Linked DNA regions of Sus scrofa: region 1 is linked to region 2. Evidence: chromatin contacts called from public HiChIP or PLAC-seq data. All regions are on one chromosome and are shown on one strand. Each heading gives the region's core, a stretch centred on a gene start, on an enhancer-like site or on the middle of the called end of the contact. The rest is flanking DNA. Distances are from core to core; before and after follow the strand shown. Region 1 holds the start of MRPS31 (28S ribosomal protein S31, mitochondrial). Region 2 holds the start of COG6 (conserved oligomeric Golgi complex subunit 6).

Region 1 (4,657 bases), core at 873-3,372, 900 kb before region 2:
TGCTCAGTGGGTTAAGGATGCAGCATTGCCCTGAGCTGTGGTGTAGCTCACAGACGCAGCTCGGATCTGGCATTGCTGTGGCTGTGGTGAAGGCTGGCAGCTACATCTCCGATTTGACCCCTAGACTGGGAACCTCCATATGCCACGGGTGCGGCCCTAGAAAATACAAAAAAAAAAAAAAAAAAAAAAAAGAAAAAAGGGACAAAACCAAAGCAAAGGATTTTGAGTTTCTATGGTAGCAAAAATATGGGGGAACTAATAGAAAATAGAGGCTAGTGAGTAAGGTTGGCTACATGGATTCCTTTAGTGCCCTCTCTGAGCTGAGAAGAGTCTAGAATGGTCTTTGTTGATTGATTTTTGTTTTTCTTAGTAGAGGAGGGAGGCGATGGCTTCACAAATTTATGTCCTGCTTTTGGGCAAATAGGGGGAAGCAGAGAGCTTTTTTTTATGTTTGCTCAAAATAATTCTTAAACCAAAGGGGCATATTTTGGGCTGGCATAAGCTGCTACCTTTCAGAGGCCATGTGGAGAGGGAGAGTGGGGTGGGGAGGGGAGAGGAAGAGGAGATTGTGCAGGCAGCCCATTTATTCCAGCCATTCCAGCCAAACCATCAGATATGGGAATAAAAAACCCATCTTGGAATCTACTCCAGACTAATTGCTACCTGACTGCAACCACACAAGAGACCTTAAACAGGAACCTCAAAACTGAGTTCCCTCAACCATAGAACTATGACAAATAATAAATTGTTTTAAGTCATTGGGGTGATCTGTTACAGAGCAGTTGATAAATGGAATATAGAATGTTTTTGTTTTTTCCATTTTCATGGAAGGCTTGCCCAGTTAATTAGCATAGAATTTCATGAGACATTTAGCACCAAGTCACTGATGCGTATAGGGACCTATTTAAGTTGATTTGGTGCCTCTTGCTAAAGGCACTTTGTTCTAGAAAGTGCATTTCTTGGGGAAGAAAATGACTAATGAATCAATGCCAGAATAGAAGGAGGAGGAAAATCATTTTCTTTTAGGCTACGTTTTTGTTGCTTTCATAAATGATTACTCTGCGCAATTGCACAAGTTATGGTTTTTCAAAGGATAGATCTATTTTTTCTTGGAGTGTACTGACATTCCATTTTTTAAAAATTTGTGGCCAATTAGAACTACTCTATTAATTATCTTTAATGTGGTAATCATTTCATGGTGTATATGTCAAATCATGATGCACACCTTAAACTTATACGGTGCTGGACTTCAATTATATCTCAATGAAACTGGAAGAACCTCCCCCCCCCCAAGATCGCATTTCTTATAGGCAGGGAAAAAAAAAAAAGGAAAAGCATCCCTAAGTGTAACGTCCTTAGCATTGTCACAAAGGTTTTTCAGGGCTAGTGGATCTTAGCAAGATCTGCTCAACGTAAGCTGTGTTTTCAGCATCACAAAAAATTCCCCACTGATCTTGAATTTTTTTTTTTTTTTTGACATTAGGCAAAATGCTGATGTCAATATTCAACCTACAGTATGGAATTCTAAGCTACAGGTTAGGTTGCCTTGTGACTTACTAGACAGCATTTTTCACCGCGTTTATGCTCACACCCTTCCAGATCTGAGAATTCCTCACATCCTTTCTGGACCACCGTTCAATCCCTTCATAAGAGGCAGGAAAAAGCCGCATCTTTTTATTTCCAAAGCCTTTTTTGAAACATACGCATCTCATGTTTTGACTCTATGCCCAGAACAGAGACTGAAAGGAAATACTAATTTATCCGACAGCATGGCCCATGGTAACCCTTTAAGTCTCCGCGGTGGCAATCGATGATTTTTACAATACGATGAATGCTGTGATCCTCTCCCCTAAACGCCGCACCACAGGGTCAGCTCTGCGCCTCATCTTTCCCGCCCGAAAAGCAGTATTCGCAGAGTTGATGGCTCCCTCCAAGCGCTCAGCTCTCGGGTCAGGGTCCCGCCTGCAGCACCGCACCCAGGCTGACCTCATTTGACTCCACCTCCGGGACTAGAATCGCCGAGGGTGCAGTCGCTTGCAGGCTGCGGGCTCAGCGCGGCCGCGGGCGAGCCCGGAACACAGTTACCGGCCCCTGTTGCCTCCGGAACACTAGGGGAAGGAGCGCGTCAGACTGGGAAGCGGAAGTAGGAGTGGAGGGCGTGTTTGGCGGGGGACGCACCTTCGCTGCAGCGTTCCCGGTTTTAATGGTTTCTCTGCGATGCTTCCGAGGGTCTCTGCTGTCATCCCTCTTCGCCCCCTTTCCCGCCTCCCTCTGTGCTCCGGAGGCCCAGAGGCATCGGCGGCTGCCATCCTGCTGCTCGATTCTCTGCGTGGAACGGTCAGGTATCGCATTTCAGCGCTGTTGGCCCCGCAGGTCTTCAAGCAACCCCTGTCCCCGCTCCTGTACATTGTTACTTTTCTCAGGCTTCCTGGGGCCCATGTTCTGACCCTTAGGATCTTAGAAGCCTTTGCTTTATATCTGAGAAAAGGGAAATCCCAGAAAGATAAAACGACTTGCCCAAGGTCATAGCGTGCGTAGGAAACAGCTCCTGTGGCTAGGCCTGGTCCTCTGCCCTGTGCTCCTTCTACTACATACCGCGCCTCATCCCTCTTCCCACTTCCCATTTTATCCAGGTTCCAGAAAGCGAAAGGGTTTTTTTTTGTTGTTGTTATTTATTTAGTCTCCCAAGACTGTGATGATGTTACCTTGATTTTTGAAAGCGCTTACCCCCCGGTAACACAGTCCTGCCATCACAGAGCGTATAGTTCCACAAAGTAGGCAGTTCAAGTATAGTGGAGTGCTGGCTGAGATAGTGGAGGTGGCACAGAATTAATTGAACAAGTAATTGCTGGATGAGCAAATAAAGACGCCTCATCATCGTAGGAGAGGTTCAGAGTATAATTTCTAGAGAAGAAATATGATAAAATCTGAAGGAGGACCAAGGGTTGGAGTTAGCCAGGCAACAAAAAGATTTGCAGCATACTTGATGTTGGTACGTATTCTCTGAGAACACTCACGTTTGTGAAAACAATTCTACTGCATATATATTCCATATAGAAAGATTGGGGGCCAGTTTGGCTAAGTACAGCCCTGAAGCAGGTTAGGAGCAGTGGGGATGGGAAGAAGTAACTGGATGGAGGAGAAGAATTGCACAAGTGAAACTGCTAGGATATCACATGATGACATAAGGGTAGGAGAGACAGCAAAGATTTCAGCTGGCTGCCTTAGAGGATTAGGGTGCCATTAATGTTAACAAAAGAAAGCTTTTAAAATATGTCAATTTTTAGAATACAGAAATACCTGCTTATGGCAAGAGGCCCCTGAATATTCTTTTCTGTTCCATTTTAGCTTAGCTTACAAATGGTGATTAGTTAAATGGCAGGTAGCTCAATGAGGAAATTAATTAGAATCACACCCAGGAATTTTTTTTAAAGAAAGTAACCTTTTTTTAAAAAAAATAGGAGTTTCTTTATTGTCATATTGTTTTTTATGACTTTTTATAGAGCTGTTATATTGTGTTAAGAGTAAGGATGTGGGAGTTTCCATTGTGGCTCAGTGGGTTACTAACCTGACTAGTATCCATGCGGATGCCGGTTCAATCCCTGGCCTTGTTCAGTGGGTTAAGGATTCGGGGTTGCCATGAGCTGTGGAGTAGGTTGAAGACAAGGCTCAGACCTGGCGTTGCTGTGGCTGTGGCATAGGCCTGCAGCTGCAGCTCCTATTCGACCCCTAGCCTGGGAATTTCCATATGCCACAAGTGCAGCCTTAAAAAAAAAAAAAAAAAAAAAAAAAAGAGTAAGGACTTGCTGGTTTGTCAGTTTGAGGTTTGAGAATAAGAAATTGAAATGTATTAACTATATCAGTGTTTTGCAAGGTTTTTTAATGTCATGGAACACATAGACAATGAGATTTGTACCAAACCTGAGGGAACACGGAGGGAAGCAACAGACAGGAGCACCAGCAGCCTGGGCCTCACTCAGACACCCTGAGGACCAGGTGGTCAGTATCTCAGCAGGCCTGTAACTCATTTGTGGCTCACTAGTGTGCCTTCAGCTTTAGTGAGCTCTCAGCTACATGACCTTGGGTAAGTTACTTCTCTGGTTTCCAGTTTCCTTATTTGTAAGATGGGGATAATATCTACCGTATGGGTTGATATGGGTATGAGAAAATGTACATAAAATGTTGCTCAACACTAGGCACATGGCATACATTCAATAAATGTTAAATTGCTGTCCTTATGGTTGTGAACAACAACAATAAGCAAAAGCAAAGGGTTTGAATTGAAAAAATTTAAAAAACATAGAAGCAGCATTTTGAGCCCTGACTTTATGATTTTGCCCTGTATTTCATTTTTTTTCTTTAATCTTTTCAGGACAGAAAATAATATCCAAAGATATTTTGGCACTAACAACTTGGTCTATAGCAAGAAAGATGAGCAGTCTGGTCCAACCTGTGAGATTTCCAAGGAGACAGAGAGCAAAGGCAGTGTAAAGGAGAATTCGAAAAAAGACTTGCTAAATATTATTAAGGGCATGAAAGTTGAATTAAGCACAGTAAATGTACAAACTACAAAGCCATCCAACAAAAGACAACTTAAAAATTTGGAGACTGCAATTGGCAGAATTAAAAAAGCGCCAGAAGATACTCCGCAAAAGAG
Region 2 (4,485 bases), core at 350-2,849:
GGAGTAGTCAGTCAGTAAATGCTGAATGAACAAAATCACAAAGATTAGGGGCAAATTACAGCTCACCACTTACCCAGTATGTCACTTAAGCTAGTAACATTCTCTCCACACCTTATTTTTCTCATTGGGTAAAAAGGCGATAATATTAATTTATCAGAGTAGATGTAGTAAATGAAATAGTCCATGTCAATATTAGATACTTTAAACCCTTAAGAAATTGTATAATATTAGCATTTAATAAGAATTAACATTTCATAAGGAAAAACTGCTGGGGCCCTGTGCTAAGCAGTCTCTCCCTGAACCCTCACAACAACCCTGAGAAAGTTATTAGCAGTATTCCCAATTTAGAATTTTAACATCAGCTTAGAGAAGGGGCTTAAACCATAATGCACCAATTTGGTGGTTTAGAGCCAATAATCCGTGGCCCCAGAGCCTACCTTTCTTAGCTCATTATATTGTTATTTTTTTAACACAAAAATTCTTATTGACAGGTTACTGTCAGTTACCTACAAATTCATCTTTAGAACTCTCACTTCTACATATATATTTTTATTTTAACCACAACGGCATGACAATATACCTAGGGACTCAGTGATACAGAAGAGATAAGCAGCTACTAGTGGAGATGGGAAGTCCGCTCTAAGTTTCAGAAGGTACTTGGAAGAGGATGCGGGAGGTTTATCTTGTAAAGAAATACAGCACAAGCCCACACGTCAGTTAGTGCTTGGCTAACAACAAAATTAGTATTGTTTCCTTTGAACCATCAACAGGTGGTAGCCCTTTCGCGCTGTAAATTGTTAGTGCTTGGCCAACAACAAAAACTAGTATTGTTTCCTTTGAACCATAAGCAGGTGGTAGCCCTGTCGCTCTGTAAATTGTTAGATGTTTTCACCTGTCAATGGAAAAGCTCAGTGATGCTTAGCCTTGGCCTTCGTTCCTCCGAAGGCCCCCCTTCGTCCTGCCTTATCTTGCATTTTCCTCTTTTGCCCGTTTCTTCTTCTGCGCCCCCAGGGGGGTGTCTCCTCTCTCCCTCCCTGCTCAGAACCCCCGAACACCTGCGGAAGCAGGGCGCCTCCACCGTTTACCTTCCGGATCCAGAGTCATCGAGGAAAGAACCGTTTTAAATAAATAGGGAGCAATACCCAGAAAACCTCTTCGCTTTTCCAGGGGCTCCTCGGCCTACCCTTTCTTACCCGCCCCATGCCGGCACGACAGCGGGTCCCGAGGGCCTGGGGTCCCCTCGGCGGTGGGGACAAGGGACAAGCTAGAGGGTGTCGGACAGACGCCGCCCCCAGTCCCTCCGACCCGCGAACGACGCGGGACCTTCGGCCCTGCCGGCTGCGGTTACCTTGTCGTTGTCCAGCCGCGTGTCCAGGATCTTACGCAGCTTCCGCGACAGCGGGTTGTTGGTCTGCGCCGAGGTCCCACTGGCCCCATTACTGAAGCCGTTGGCAGCCCCGGTCACGGGCACTGCGACTACTTCCCCGCTACCCTCAGCCATAGCGCCGCGCGTCCCGCCCCCTCCTCGGCGCCGGCCACCTCAGCCCCGGTGCGCGACGCGCCAGCAGCCGCGCATCGCGCATGCGCCTACCTACCGCGCATGCGCCCTGGGAAGGTTCTGCCCTGACCACTCCTGTTGAGCGGAGCTGCTGGGGGCGGTAGAAATTGGTGGAAGGAAGAGAAGGGGCGGGGCAGGACTCTCGGAGCAAGAGGGGACGAGACTAACGCGCGACTTTGCAAAATAGATTAAACTTCAGGGCAAATTTATAGAGTTTGGAGATTCCAGTTTACGGGATTAAAAGGGCATGTGGAATCCTGAATCTTTGAAAGTTCGTGCTAGGCAGAAGTGAAACACACGGAGCCCTGTGTCTCACAAATACGTTCGGTAAAAGTTATTTCCAGTTAAGATCACTTTAGAATACTATGCAACTGTTATCTGCTGTGAAGGAGATTTAAATGAGGCTGTGGAAAGAATTCCAAAATCTAGTATGTGAAAAAAGCAAGGTGCGTTATAGTGTATATAATGTGAAACACTTGTGTGATTGTGTGAAAAAGAGAAATGTGTAAATTTAGGCTTTTTTTTTTTTTTTTCCAGGATGGCATTCCTGTGGAAAGGAGGTTTCCATTTTTCATTTGGTACCTTTCCAAGCGGCCTGAAATTTTCTAATCTTCGTGTGTTGCTGAATATGTGAACAGGTTAATAAGGTAGGCCCGCAACCTTAAATTATTCCCCACCTTTCCGTGTTTATTTGCACTTCTCTGAATTTGCATTTGTAAACAAAATAATCTGAAACTTGGAATGATATGTAGGAGTGCGAAGACAGGGACATTATGGTAAAATTTAAATATATTTAAAGCAATTTTTATGTTTTTTAATGTTAATTTATTTTATAATGCTAACTATAAATTATAAGTTAAAGCCGTAAAAATCAGGATTTTCAACAGTTCAAATCAATATTTTCCAACAGTTAAAAATAATTATTCAGGTAAGCCTCATCAGAGACCTAAGTTTTAAATATGTGTATATTTTTATATGGGTGTGTATATATATAATATTTATATATAACAATTCGTATTGAAGATAAAGGTTTTCTTTTAGTGAAAATGTGAATGCTAGTTATGTGTGTTGAGCTCCTTAATATACTAAAACACTTAGGCTATGAACACCTTGTCCTTAGAGGATGGGGAGTGTCAGCTCTGCCCCTTTTACTTTATTTGTGACTATATTGTTAGTATTATCTTCAATTTGTGGGTTCTCTGAAGGAATCTTTTTAGGCCATTTGCCATTTTGTGAGGCTGTTTATTTAAAGTTAGATGACATAATCTATAAATCCTCCCTACCTCCCCCCCCCCCCCCCCCCCCCCCCCCCGGTGTACAAACTCAAGCATTGAAAACAAGCAAAAAAAGATGACTCCCTCCCAATCCCAGCGTCATGGTACACCCAATCTCCCCCTCAGGATGCCACCCATACTGTATGTGTGATCTGTGACCTAGAAATATGAATAGTGAGAGAACCAGAGTCAACCAGTAGAGTGCATTTCCATAATGCATCACATTACAAATGAAAGTGCCACCCGGTTGCGTTCTCTGACATCCATCCTGAGATTTATGGCCCACTTTGGAGCAAACTAGTATAGAGCATCAGATCCACAGGTCTGTCTCTGGCTTTCAGGTGCTCTTTATTTTCATCCCAGCCTGATAAATGCATCCTTGGAGTTCCCGTCGTGGCGCAGTGGTTAACGAATCCGACCAGGAACCATGAGGTTTCGGGTTCGGTCCCTGGCCTTGCTCAGTGGGTTGACGATCTGGCCTTGCTGTGAGCTGTGGTGTAGGTTGGAGACGCGGCTCGGATCCCGCGTTGCAGTGGCTCTGGCGTAGGCCGGTGGCTACAGCTCCGATTCAACCCCTAGCCTGGGAACCTCCACATGCCGCGGGAGCAGCCCAAGAAATAGCAAAAAGACAAAAAAAAAAAAAAAAAAGAAATGCATCCTTATATTTTATTCTCAGTGTCTCCCTGTACTTAGCTTATGCTGCACTGCAAGAATTTTAATTCCCTGTTTCTAAACATGCCCAGTGTTTTCATCACCATCATGCACATGGCCTCCCTTCTGCCCCAAAAAGTCTCTGCATTTTATGTCTGTATCCCCACCTACCAGCTGTCTGCTTCATGAAACCTGCTTCCATTTGGGTATCATTCTTTTCACCTCCTCTGGACAAAGGTTCGTAGAACTTAAAGGTTCTCTTTGGCGCTTGAATTAGAAATAATTATATGCGTATATTATCTTTTTTATGTGCAGGCTGTAAACGCCTTAAGGAGAGGTTCTGGGTTGCATTAATTTTTCTATTCCTGACAATTATTTTGCAAAATTTTGGCACATAGTAGGCCCTTCATTCAGAAGCAAAGCGATACTGTAAAGCAATATGGGCTGGGAATCAGAGAGACCTAAGGCATGGACTAAGGATTCTCATTTTTGTGAAAATTTTGGAAAGGAAGAACCTTCTATTGGTCAGAATTGTCCAACAAGGAAATGGTCATACATTTATTCTCAGGGGTGAAGCAGTAACCAGTTTACAAGCCCTCAGGAGAAAGAAACTTCCCATGAGGTGGGTCATCAAATTGAAGTTCTTTTCAATGGCATACATCTATGATTTGGAACAGAAAGAAACACCAGATCTCTAAAGGCTACTTCCAAGGAGAATGCTGTTATGTTTTAAAGTTATCTGCCATATCTCAATTTTATGGACCATCTCTAGTCTTATGTATTGACATATGTATAAGATACAGTTTTAAGAGCAAAAAAGTGATTTACGTTTTGATTTCAGGCTTGCTTATCCTTTTACAAATTAACTAGTTCAGTAGGTGATTATATCCAACCTTACCCTGGAGGACTGGCTGTCCTGCTGCTAACAAGAAATATTATATCTATTAATTCAGTGTGATATCATCCAGCCCACATTCTGCAGGCACAGATAATGAAGGCAAT

What was found. HiChIP or PLAC-seq counts read pairs in DNA pulled down with a chosen protein or histone mark.
Region 1: a contact with region 2 is called in an H3K27ac HiChIP or PLAC-seq map of alveolar macrophages. The contact joins the promoter of MRPS31 here to the promoter of COG6 in region 2. A contact is called at or near these places in 1 of 5 promoter capture datasets (liver) and 1 of 2 datasets of contacts at active chromatin or transcription factors (alveolar macrophages).

Annotation. Positions count from the first base shown.
Region 1 is chr11:15,469,785-15,474,441 of Sscrofa11.1, reverse strand. It overlaps MRPS31 (28S ribosomal protein S31, mitochondrial), which reads left to right and starts at 2,122. Exons shown (of 8, transcript XM_001926103.5): 1 at 2,122-2,342; 2 at 4,373-4,657. The coding sequence starts at 2,218.
Region 2 is chr11:14,573,318-14,577,802 of Sscrofa11.1, reverse strand. It overlaps COG6 (conserved oligomeric Golgi complex subunit 6), which reads right to left and starts at 1,599. Exons shown (of 22, transcript XR_002336515.1): 1 at 1,349-1,599. It overlaps LHFP (lipoma HMGIC fusion partner), which reads left to right and starts at 1,673. Exons shown (of 6, transcript XM_005668367.3): 1 at 1,673-2,004; 2 at 2,096-2,205.